2 separate regions of the Hordeum vulgare genome follow, and region 1 is linked to region 2. A link is a contact called in public Hi-C data. All regions are on one chromosome and are shown on one strand. Each heading gives the region's core, a stretch centred on a gene start, on an enhancer-like site or on the middle of the called end of the contact. The rest is flanking DNA. Distances are from core to core; before and after follow the strand shown.

What was found. Hi-C and Micro-C count contacts between places; a contact is called where the count stands out from the background.
Region 1: a contact with region 2 is called in a Hi-C map of seedling, with 5 times the contacts expected there. The contact joins the promoter of LOC123444920 here to the promoter of LOC123444918 in region 2. A contact is called at or near these places in 4 of 6 Hi-C or Micro-C datasets (leaf and seedling).

What each region holds. Positions count from the first base shown.
Region 1 is chr3H:549,617,024-549,621,640 of MorexV3_pseudomolecules_assembly, reverse strand. It overlaps LOC123444920 (laccase-4-like), which reads right to left and starts at 2,523. Exons shown (of 6, transcript XM_045121806.1): 1 at 2,283-2,523; 2 at 1,993-2,144; 3 at 1,583-1,827; 4 at 1,348-1,476; 5 at 1-740. The coding sequence starts at 2,387.
Region 2 is chr3H:549,378,154-549,382,764 of MorexV3_pseudomolecules_assembly, reverse strand. LOC123444918 (laccase-12-like) reads right to left here and starts at 2,052. Exons shown (of 5, transcript XM_045121804.1): 1 at 1,734-2,052; 2 at 1,232-1,628; 3 at 987-1,115; 4 at 1-883. The coding sequence starts at 1,820.

The sequences.
Region 1 (4,617 bases), core at 1,274-3,773, 240 kb before region 2:
CACCGCGAGGAGCTTGGTCCCGGTGGCCACGTTGGTGTTGTTCGGCGGCGTCCCCGTGTAGTTGAAGGGCGACAGGGGCATGACCGGGAAGTTGGCCGCGTAGACGCCGCTGGTGAGGCCGGTGAAGTGCGACTGCAGCAGCGCCGTGGACGGGAGCACGAGGGAGACGTTGTTCACGGCCGCCGCGAACTGCGTGCCGTTGGGCCCCTGGCACGTCATGTTCTTGGGGCACGGGAGCGTGCCCAGCCCGATGGTGAAGAAGAAGCGCCTGTCCACCGACTGCGGCACGGCCGCCGGGTACTGTTTTGTGGCGAGGCTGCGGAGCTTGGTCGTGAAGTTGGTGACGAAGTTGGTGTCGTTGTAGTAGGGCAGCATCGGCTTGAAGATGGGCAAGGCCTTGTCGAAGCTTGACGAAGAGGGCGAGCCGGGGTTGCGGTACTCGAGGATGCCGGCGACGGTGGAGTTGTCGAAGGTGCCGGGCCTGATGGTGGAGTAGGGCCGGGCCAACATGTAGAAGTTGGCGCCGGGGTAGACCGGCTTGGTGGCGAGCAGGACATTGGTGGTCTGGCCCGGGGAGATGACCAGGGTCTTGACGGTGAACGGCTTCACGTACACGGCGTCGACCTCGACGACAGTGAGCGTGTGGTTGGCCACGGAGAAGAAGAGCTCGTCGTTGAGCGCGGCGTTGATGAGGCGCAGCAGGTACGTCTTCCCGGGCTCCACCTTCAGCTTGAACGTGTCTGCATGCGTTCGTTCGTACATGCATGCACGGCGACCAGTTAGTTAATTACCATATGTACTGTATTTTACGTACTACCACGTACATAATCTATCTACTACTCGGCCGTGCATGCATATATACACACACCTCGCCAAAGTACCAGTAGGACGATGGCTTGCACAGTCCGGGGTGTGTGTGTGTGGCGTAACTAATGATTTGTTTATTACGTAGCACGGGGCCAGCCCCAACAGCATTCAATCGCTAAGGCGCACCAAATGTTAGGTCAGGCATCGATCACCGGGGGGTTATGGTGATAGTAACATTGCAATGACCTAAGCAACTTATGCACCATTCCCTTTCCGTTTCAAGGAAGAAACGCCGAATCTTGTTGGATGCACTTTTCGGTGATTTTGATTGGCAAACCTCCTGGCGTACTTGCCTATAGACTCTAGTGATTACGTCAGTACAGGGCTGAAAAAAAAAATGCAGTGAGGCACAAAGTGCTTGCAAACGGCAAACACTTTTGTCTACTACGTAGTTCTTTTGTTGTTTGGCTCTTTTTCTGTCGGCCTAGCTAGGACTTCGGAAAACAGCTCCGTTTTGCACACCACGCAGTGCGTACGTACCTTTGGCGGAGCAGTCGTAGAGCGGCCCAGGAAGGCCGTTGATCGTGAACGCGTCGGAGATGTTGGGGGCTCCGCCCACCTTGAGGGCCGTGCTGACTATGGCCTCGGTGTCCGACAACCACCATTCACCTGCACCATCGTCCAAGACCAAAGCCAACCTTTACGATCAAAGTCGCAAGCTCATGCATGCAGCAAATCTTCAGTCGCATGCAGCAGAGTAGCGGTTACTACTGACCGAAGATGACGGGGAGCTCCTTGTGCGGCGCCGGGAACGGGTAGGGGACGCCGAGCTTGGGGAGGATGACGATGGCGCCGTAGACGGTGGAGCGGAACCAGGAGATGTGCGCGTGCCACCACAGCGTGCCGCGCTGCGCGGTCACCGTGAACTTGTACACGTAGGTCTGCCCCGTCTGGATCGGGCACTGCGTGATGTACGCCGGCCCGTCCGCCCATCCAGTCCGCATCTGCCGGACGCCGTGCCTGCGACGACCACGACAACGACAACAACGACGAGTGATTCAAGTTTGAAAAAGCTTCGTGCATGCGGAAATTGTCGGGGTTGTCTTCTCCGGCGACGGCGGAACAAACTAAAGCTAAAGGCTAAAGCTTAAAGGCAGGGAATGTGGGTCGGTCGGTCAGTCGTACCAGTGGATTGACATGTTGTGCGCGACGTGGTTGGTGACGCGGACGTGCACGCGGTCGCCCTCCCTCGCGATCAGCTCCGGCCCCGGGAACTGCCCGTTCACCGTCACGATGCTCTTCGTGCCGCACAGCCTCGTCACGTTCGCCATTTGAATCTGCACACGATCGATCAACAAAGGCTTTCAAAGTTTCAACAACAACGCACACCACCTGCAGACAATCAAGCACAACATGCATGCTTGCGTGCATGCACTGGCTAGGATAGGCTAGCTAGGTACTGGACGTGGACGTACGTTGAAATCGTAGTGCCGGGTGATGCCCTGCGCCTGGACGACGAGCAGCGTCAGGGTTGCCATGAGGAGAGAACAGTGAAGACCGGAGTAGATAGTCATGGCCATGGCCGGCGGTGTCTAGCTAGGGCTCTAGCTAGGCTAGCTTGGAGCTAGCCGCTCTATATATGGGAATGGTCCAGAGCTCTCGAGGAGAGAGCTGATGGCCAGGTGAGGATATGCAGGACGGGCTGGATGGATGTGTGGAACTGGCGCTCGAGTTTATTTGTATATATAGGGTGTGTGTGTCAAGCCGGCACACCAACCACCACCGCGCCATTAGTTTGGGGGCTGCACCTGCACGGCCATTGGTGGGATACGCAGGCAGCTTAGGCGGCAATTCTCGTTTGGTGATTCGGTGGATGAGCCATCAGGGCCGGAGCCCGAGCGAGCGCGAGCTGGAGGGCTCTAGCTTTGGAGTGTGGCTAAAGCCAGCCACCGGCGGGCAGCCATGCATATCCATCCTTTTTTGACCATGCAAATGATCGATCGATGGATCGACAGTGGTTTGATTTGCATGCGTGGTCACGTACCACTACAGCGCGTTTCAGTTCCGGTGCAAAAGGGTGAAGCGAGAGGTAAAAGCAGGCGCACACTGAAAGTTTTTTTTTTTTTGAACGGGGAAGGCCAGGATGGCCTTTATATTTCATAAGAAAGGAGTGTTACATCGTTTGCTAATACATCGACAAGGAAACCCGGGGTTCCTCAAACCACTTAATAGTTCGAATGGTTACAACATTTCTAGCAAGAGTATCAGCTACCATATTGGCATCCCTAGGGCATAACTGAAATTGGATGAAACTAAAATTCTTAGCCAGGAAAGCACATTCTTCATATATTGCAGCAGCCGGTCCAAGTGAGTTTCCTCCGTCGCACATAGTGTCCACCACCTCCATGCAATCACACTCAACCATAAGCTGTTCCAGCCCCAATTCATTCGCCAATAGAAGCCCATCTCTCAGACCTCTAGCTTCCGCCGATCCTGCATCCTCAGCAAAGGGGATGTCGCTGCACAGAGCCGCCATGAAGGTGCCTTTATCGTCGCGTACAAGTGCCCCTGAACTTCCTGTCCCGGCGTCGGTATTGAAGCAGGCATCAACATTGAATTTGTAGAGGCCAGCACCAGGTGGATTCCAACCGTGACGGAGGAAACTCAGCGTTTTTCCCCCGGCCCGGGAGAAGTTTTTAGCTAGGGATGATATCGCATGTGCTGATCTGGGTGGTTCATATACTTTCTCACCATTAGTAAATTGCCTTCTCTCCCACCACACGTACCAAACAGCAGTAGCGATGAGTTCCCCCCTACCAACATCAGCTATGTGCGAGTGGATATTACTCTTGGACAGCAACAAGTCTTGTAGTATCGCACCCCCATCCCTTTCCATCGTGCATACTTCCTGGATAAGACTAGACAACCCCAGGATTCGCCAGATTTCCAACACACGCGGGCACTGGAACATCACATGTTTGATACTTTCACAATCTGATGTGCATAAGGGACATTGCGAGCTGGTTCTGATATGACGGTTCGCCAGGACCCCATAGCAAGGTATTGGGCCCAACAAGGTTCTCCAAACATGGATTTTGACCTTCGCCGGGATCCTTAACTTCCAAAGGGTTTTCCAGATAGGGTTAATACCTGAGGTTTGATGGTTGCTTGTCCTCCTCAACTTTCGCCCATGTTGGAATTCCCATTCTTCATGATAAGCCGATTTAACAGAGAATACACCGCGTCTGTTCGGGTGCCAAGAAACAAAATCTGTCATCATCCCAAGTGCCAGTGGTATGTTTAGTATGCGTTCGGCATCAATTGGCCAAAAAAGCTGTCTAATAAGATCCTCATCCCAAACTCTATTCTCCTCATCAATAAGTTCGGATACTCTAGTAAGCACAATATTATTCCTGGGCGTGTGGAGCCGCTTGTTCGGGCTACTAGGGATCCAAGGATCATTCCAAAGGTTTATTGATGTTCCATCACCGACTCTCCAAATGATGCCCTTTTTAAAAGTTTGGAGACCACTCCATATACTCTGCCAGGTATACGAGCTCCCCTTCTTAAGCGAGCAGTTCAATAGGTCACCATCGGGGAAGTATTTGGTTCTAAGTACTTGGGCACATAGAGAATCCGGTTCACTCAGTAGTCTCCACGACTGTTTTGCCAGGAGGGCAAGGTTGAAGCAGTGTATATCGCGAAACCCCATCCCTCCTTGCTCGTTGGGCACACACATCTTCCACCATGCGAACCAGTGCATGTGTTTCTTATGATCATCATCACCCCACCAGTATTTGGACATCGTAG
Region 2 (4,611 bases), core at 803-3,302:
GCCGGGTCGTGGACGGGGTCGAAGTTGCCGAACCCCTGCCCGACCACGAAGAAGTTGAAGCCGTGCAGGTGGAACGGGTGGCTCTCGGCGCCGAGGATGCTGGTGCCCTGCATCACCAGCTCCACGGCGTCGCCGTACGACAGCACGACCAGCCTGGTCCCGTTGGACACGTTCGTGTTGTTCGGCGGCGTGCCCGTGTAGTTGAACGGCGACTTGGGCACGGCGGGGAAGTTGGACGAGTACACCCCGTTGGACATCCCCGTGTAATGCGACTGCAGCAGCGCCGTCGTGGGGAGCACGAAGGAGACGTTGTTCACGGCCGCCGCGAACCGGCTGTCGTTCGTCGGCCCCTGGCACGTCCCGTTGACGGCGCAGGGGTGGGTGCCCAGCCCCACCGTGAAGAAGAACCGCCTGTCCACTTCCTGCGGCACCGCCGCCGGGTACTCCTCCGTGGCGAGGCTCCGGAGCTTGTCGGTGTAATTGGAGACGAAGCTCGTGTCGTTGATCTGGGGCAGGGTCGGCCTGAGCAGCGGGAGGTTCTTGTTGAAGCCCGCGGAGGAGGGGGAGCTGGGGTCCACGTACTCGAGGATGCCGGCGACGGTGGTGTTGTCGAAGGTCCCGGAGGCCGCCGTGGAGTAGGGCGCGGCCAGCATGTAGTAGGTCGCCCCGGGGTAGGACGGCTTGGCCGTGAGGAGGACGTTGGTGGTTTGGCCCGGGGTGATGATGAGGGTCTCGACGGTGATGGGCTTGATGTAGACGGCGTCGACGTCGACGATGGTGAGCGGGTGTCCGGCGATGGAGAAGAAGAGCTCGTCGTTGAGTGCGGCGTTGATGATGCGGAGCATGTACGTCTTCCCGGGCTTCACCTTGAGCTTGAACGTGTCTGCATGGCACGCACGCACGCACGCATGCAGGTGCAGTCAGCTTGCTTGCTTCATCAGTAACACACACCCATCAAGGTAGTCAGGTAGATGAAGTAGGCAAACCTTTGGCGGAGCAGTTGTAGAGCGGCCCTGGGAGGCCATTGATGGTGAAGGCGTCGGAGACATTCGGGCCTCCTCCGGTCTGAAGTGCCTGGCTGATCACCGCCTCCGTGTCCGCCTTCCACCATTCGCCTGAGCACGCACGCACGTAAAACAACACAAATAAACTTAAGTAATGATTGATGCATGCGCACACACACACACACATACCGCCAGCCACCACCTTGTATAGGATGAAGACCACGTACCGAACATGAGGGGCACCTCCTTGTAGGGGGCGGCGAAGGGGTAGGGGACGCCGAGCTTGGGGAGGATGACGATGGGGCCGTAGACGGTGGCGCGGAGCCAGGAGATGTGCGCGTGCCACCACAGCGTGCCGCGCTGCCCGGTCACCGTGAACTTGTAGACGTAGCTCTGGCCCGGCTGGATCGGGCACTGCGTGATGTACGCCGGCCCGTCCGCCCACCCGCTCCGGATCTGCCGGACGCCGTGCCAGTGGATGCTCATGTTGTACTGGGCCTTGTTGACGACCCGGACGACGACGAGGTCGCCCTCCCTCGCCGACACCGTGGGGCCTGGGAACTGCCCGTTCACCGCCACGATGCTCTTGCTGCCGCACAGCCGCGTCACGTTCATCGTCGCCACCTGCCATCATTAACCATACATACCAATTGCAACGTCGTCAAGTACTACTACTAGCATGCAACAACTCAAGAACGTTACTGTGGTTACAACAGCTGAGCAACTCACATCGAACTGGTACTCCACCGTGGAGCTCTCCGCCGCGTTGACGGACAGCACCACTACCATCACGGCGGCGACGAGGATGGCCGCCATTTCTGTACGGCTCAGCTAGCTCCCCTTCCCTGAGCTCTGGATGGCTAAATCAATGGCTCTGCTGCATGTGCTTGCCCCAGGCAGGGGATCCTATATATAACATAGACGGGAGGGGAGCAGCACGCAGGACATGGGATTAGTTCAAGCCCTTTTGACACGACCTACTCGAACTATCCTTGAGCTATCCATCGCTTGCTTTAGTTGGTGCATGGTTGGTTACTGATCGAGCAAGAGACGAGGTCGGCGCAATGCGTTTGCGTTGCTATAGCTTGGGAGTGCGGATAAAGTCAACCGCATGGCTGTTTACATGTCACTCTGATCGAGCTCTTGACCGGACCATCGTCCTCTCCTCTCTTCTCTGACCTTTCTAAGGCTTAATTAACACGCACAATGTCTGGTCTTAATTATCAAGATTAATAGTAGTACTACTGTTATTAAGTTTTCATATCTTGACTTGGTGTTCCGTGATTCCTAATCCCGTATAGTTGTAATCCCGAATAGTTTTCATATCTTTACTTGGTGTTCCGTGATTCCTAATCCCGAATAGTTGTAATCCCGAATAGTTTTCATATCTTGACTTGGAATCCGGAATAGATTAGAGCATCTCCAACAGTTTGTATGTTCAATCGTTGGTATATGTGTCCACATCAGCAGCCAACAACACATCATACAAGCTCTTTAATGGAGTGTATGTTAACCGTATGTAAAATAGCTAAGAGGATGTTTGGATACGTTTTAGTCCCATGACTAAAAGTAATGAGACTAAAACTTGCTAGTCTCACCCATGCTTGGATCCAAGTACTAAAGAGACTACAATCAAGTTAATGAGCATTTATTATCCTCCAAACCCTCCAATCCAGAACTTGCATGAGGAGTTAAATGAGGAGAGAGAGGACTAATGCACATTTTAGTAGGGGTACCCCTGACTAAAAGATTTTTAGCCTCAGAACTAGTTTTAGTCTCTCTTTAGTCAGGGGTGCTTGGAACTTTAGCCTCTTAAAGAGACTAGTTTAAGTCTCTTGGATCCAAGCACCCTCTAAGCAGGTCCACTAAATGTTGAAGAAATGATCATGTTTGTCTCAAAGCTTGTGCCTGAACCGTTGTTTCAAGTTCATACGATTTCATTCTCTCTCTTCTTTTATTATATGTCATGCCATTAAAATCGTCTATGTGACAATTTTACCAACAATGATCATATGACTATTAAAGATGCCCTTATAGGAGTAGTGCGAAAGTCGCTACTTCATCAGTGGTACACCATATCAAACACCGACATGAGGTATTGCAGCGCGATTGCACAGATGAAAAGCATGTAGCCAATGGAGATCGTAGGATTTGCTTCCTGTTACTCTATGTGTTGGTCAACTCATTGATTCACTCAATGTTGCAGCTTGATGATCACGTCGCTGTACGATCAAAATGTACCGCTACAATGTACTCTCTTCGTCTCAAAATAAGTGTCGTAAATTTTATATAAAATTAATATAAATTTTATACTAGATCAACGACATTTATTTTGGGACGGAGGGAGGGCAAGCCCTTCACATCAAGGCATTCTTGGATAAGGTTCAAAAAGAAGCAACACATGTGAGCGAACAACAACGTGTCCACGAACTTGAAGCTCCTATCTGCGTACGTGCAGCGTTGAAACGCAGCACCTTGGCGAATTGGGTTACTTAAGGAACACCGCATTTCCATCTCACCATCCGGCGCCGGCCGACGTTCAACTTTTTCCTTAAGCAGGTAGCTAGCGACGTTAACTTCTCCACATACTGTTACTGCTTTTCCATTATTCTAGAAGAGCAGCGACGACATGCCAAGCCATTAGCCATTAGCCAAGCCAAGTGTATACGTGCGACCAACCGAACCAGGAGGAGATGTCTTGCAGTCCAGTCCCGCTGGATCGCCTCCACCAAACTGTTGAAATCAGAAGTGGTTGGAGACGGGTCCTCCCCCGCTTTGTTTGGAAGAACTAAAGGTCAGAGGGGCGCCCAAGTGGAGCAGCCGCGGATCACACGGCCTGGCTTTCCCGCCGTCGTATCCTGCATCCTCCTTGCATGCCAAGGGACTGGAACCGGCGAGGAGAGCGACATGGCTGATATATACCTGATAGATGGACAGAGCAGGACCCTGGGGCCGGATCGGAGGAGGAAGGAAGGTGGTCGGAGCCTGTTGCTGATTGGCGGCACATTCGCATCGCCCACCGGTTGTCTGGCCTTTGGCGTGCTAGCTCGATGAGTGGCACGAGTAATAATGCCGCGGAACTGGCCGGGGAGATCCGTGATTTTCAAGGCGGGCAGGTGCGTGCGTTGTTGGTTGGGATTTTTTGTGTGTTGTGCTCCAAGACTCGAACTGTTGATCCATCTTCTTTTTTTCCGCATGCAAGCTTCCAAAAAGGAGGAGAAGGATGCCTGACCCAACCTCGTCTCCTAATCTACTTCCCTTTCGGTTTCGATGGTCACAGCCTTACAGGAGCCCACTTCGCGTGGCTGGCTGTGATGCGTACCAAGTGCTTCGAGCTTACGCCATGTACTATTGGCCGCCTTCTAGTCTAGGCAAGGTAATGCTTCTCTCATTTTTCACGAGTGTAAATGTATGCGTAGAGAGGGTGTGTATGGTGTTGTGCGTCTCGCGCTTTCCGTCGGAATCGTTCCTGGTAATGAATCCGCGTCGTCTTTAGTCTTTACGAGAGTCGTGCACCTTCTACATTGAACAACTCTCTCACTCTCTCTCTCTTTTATTTTATTTTATTTGAGTTGTGAATAACTGGTATTGCGGTATGAATACGTTA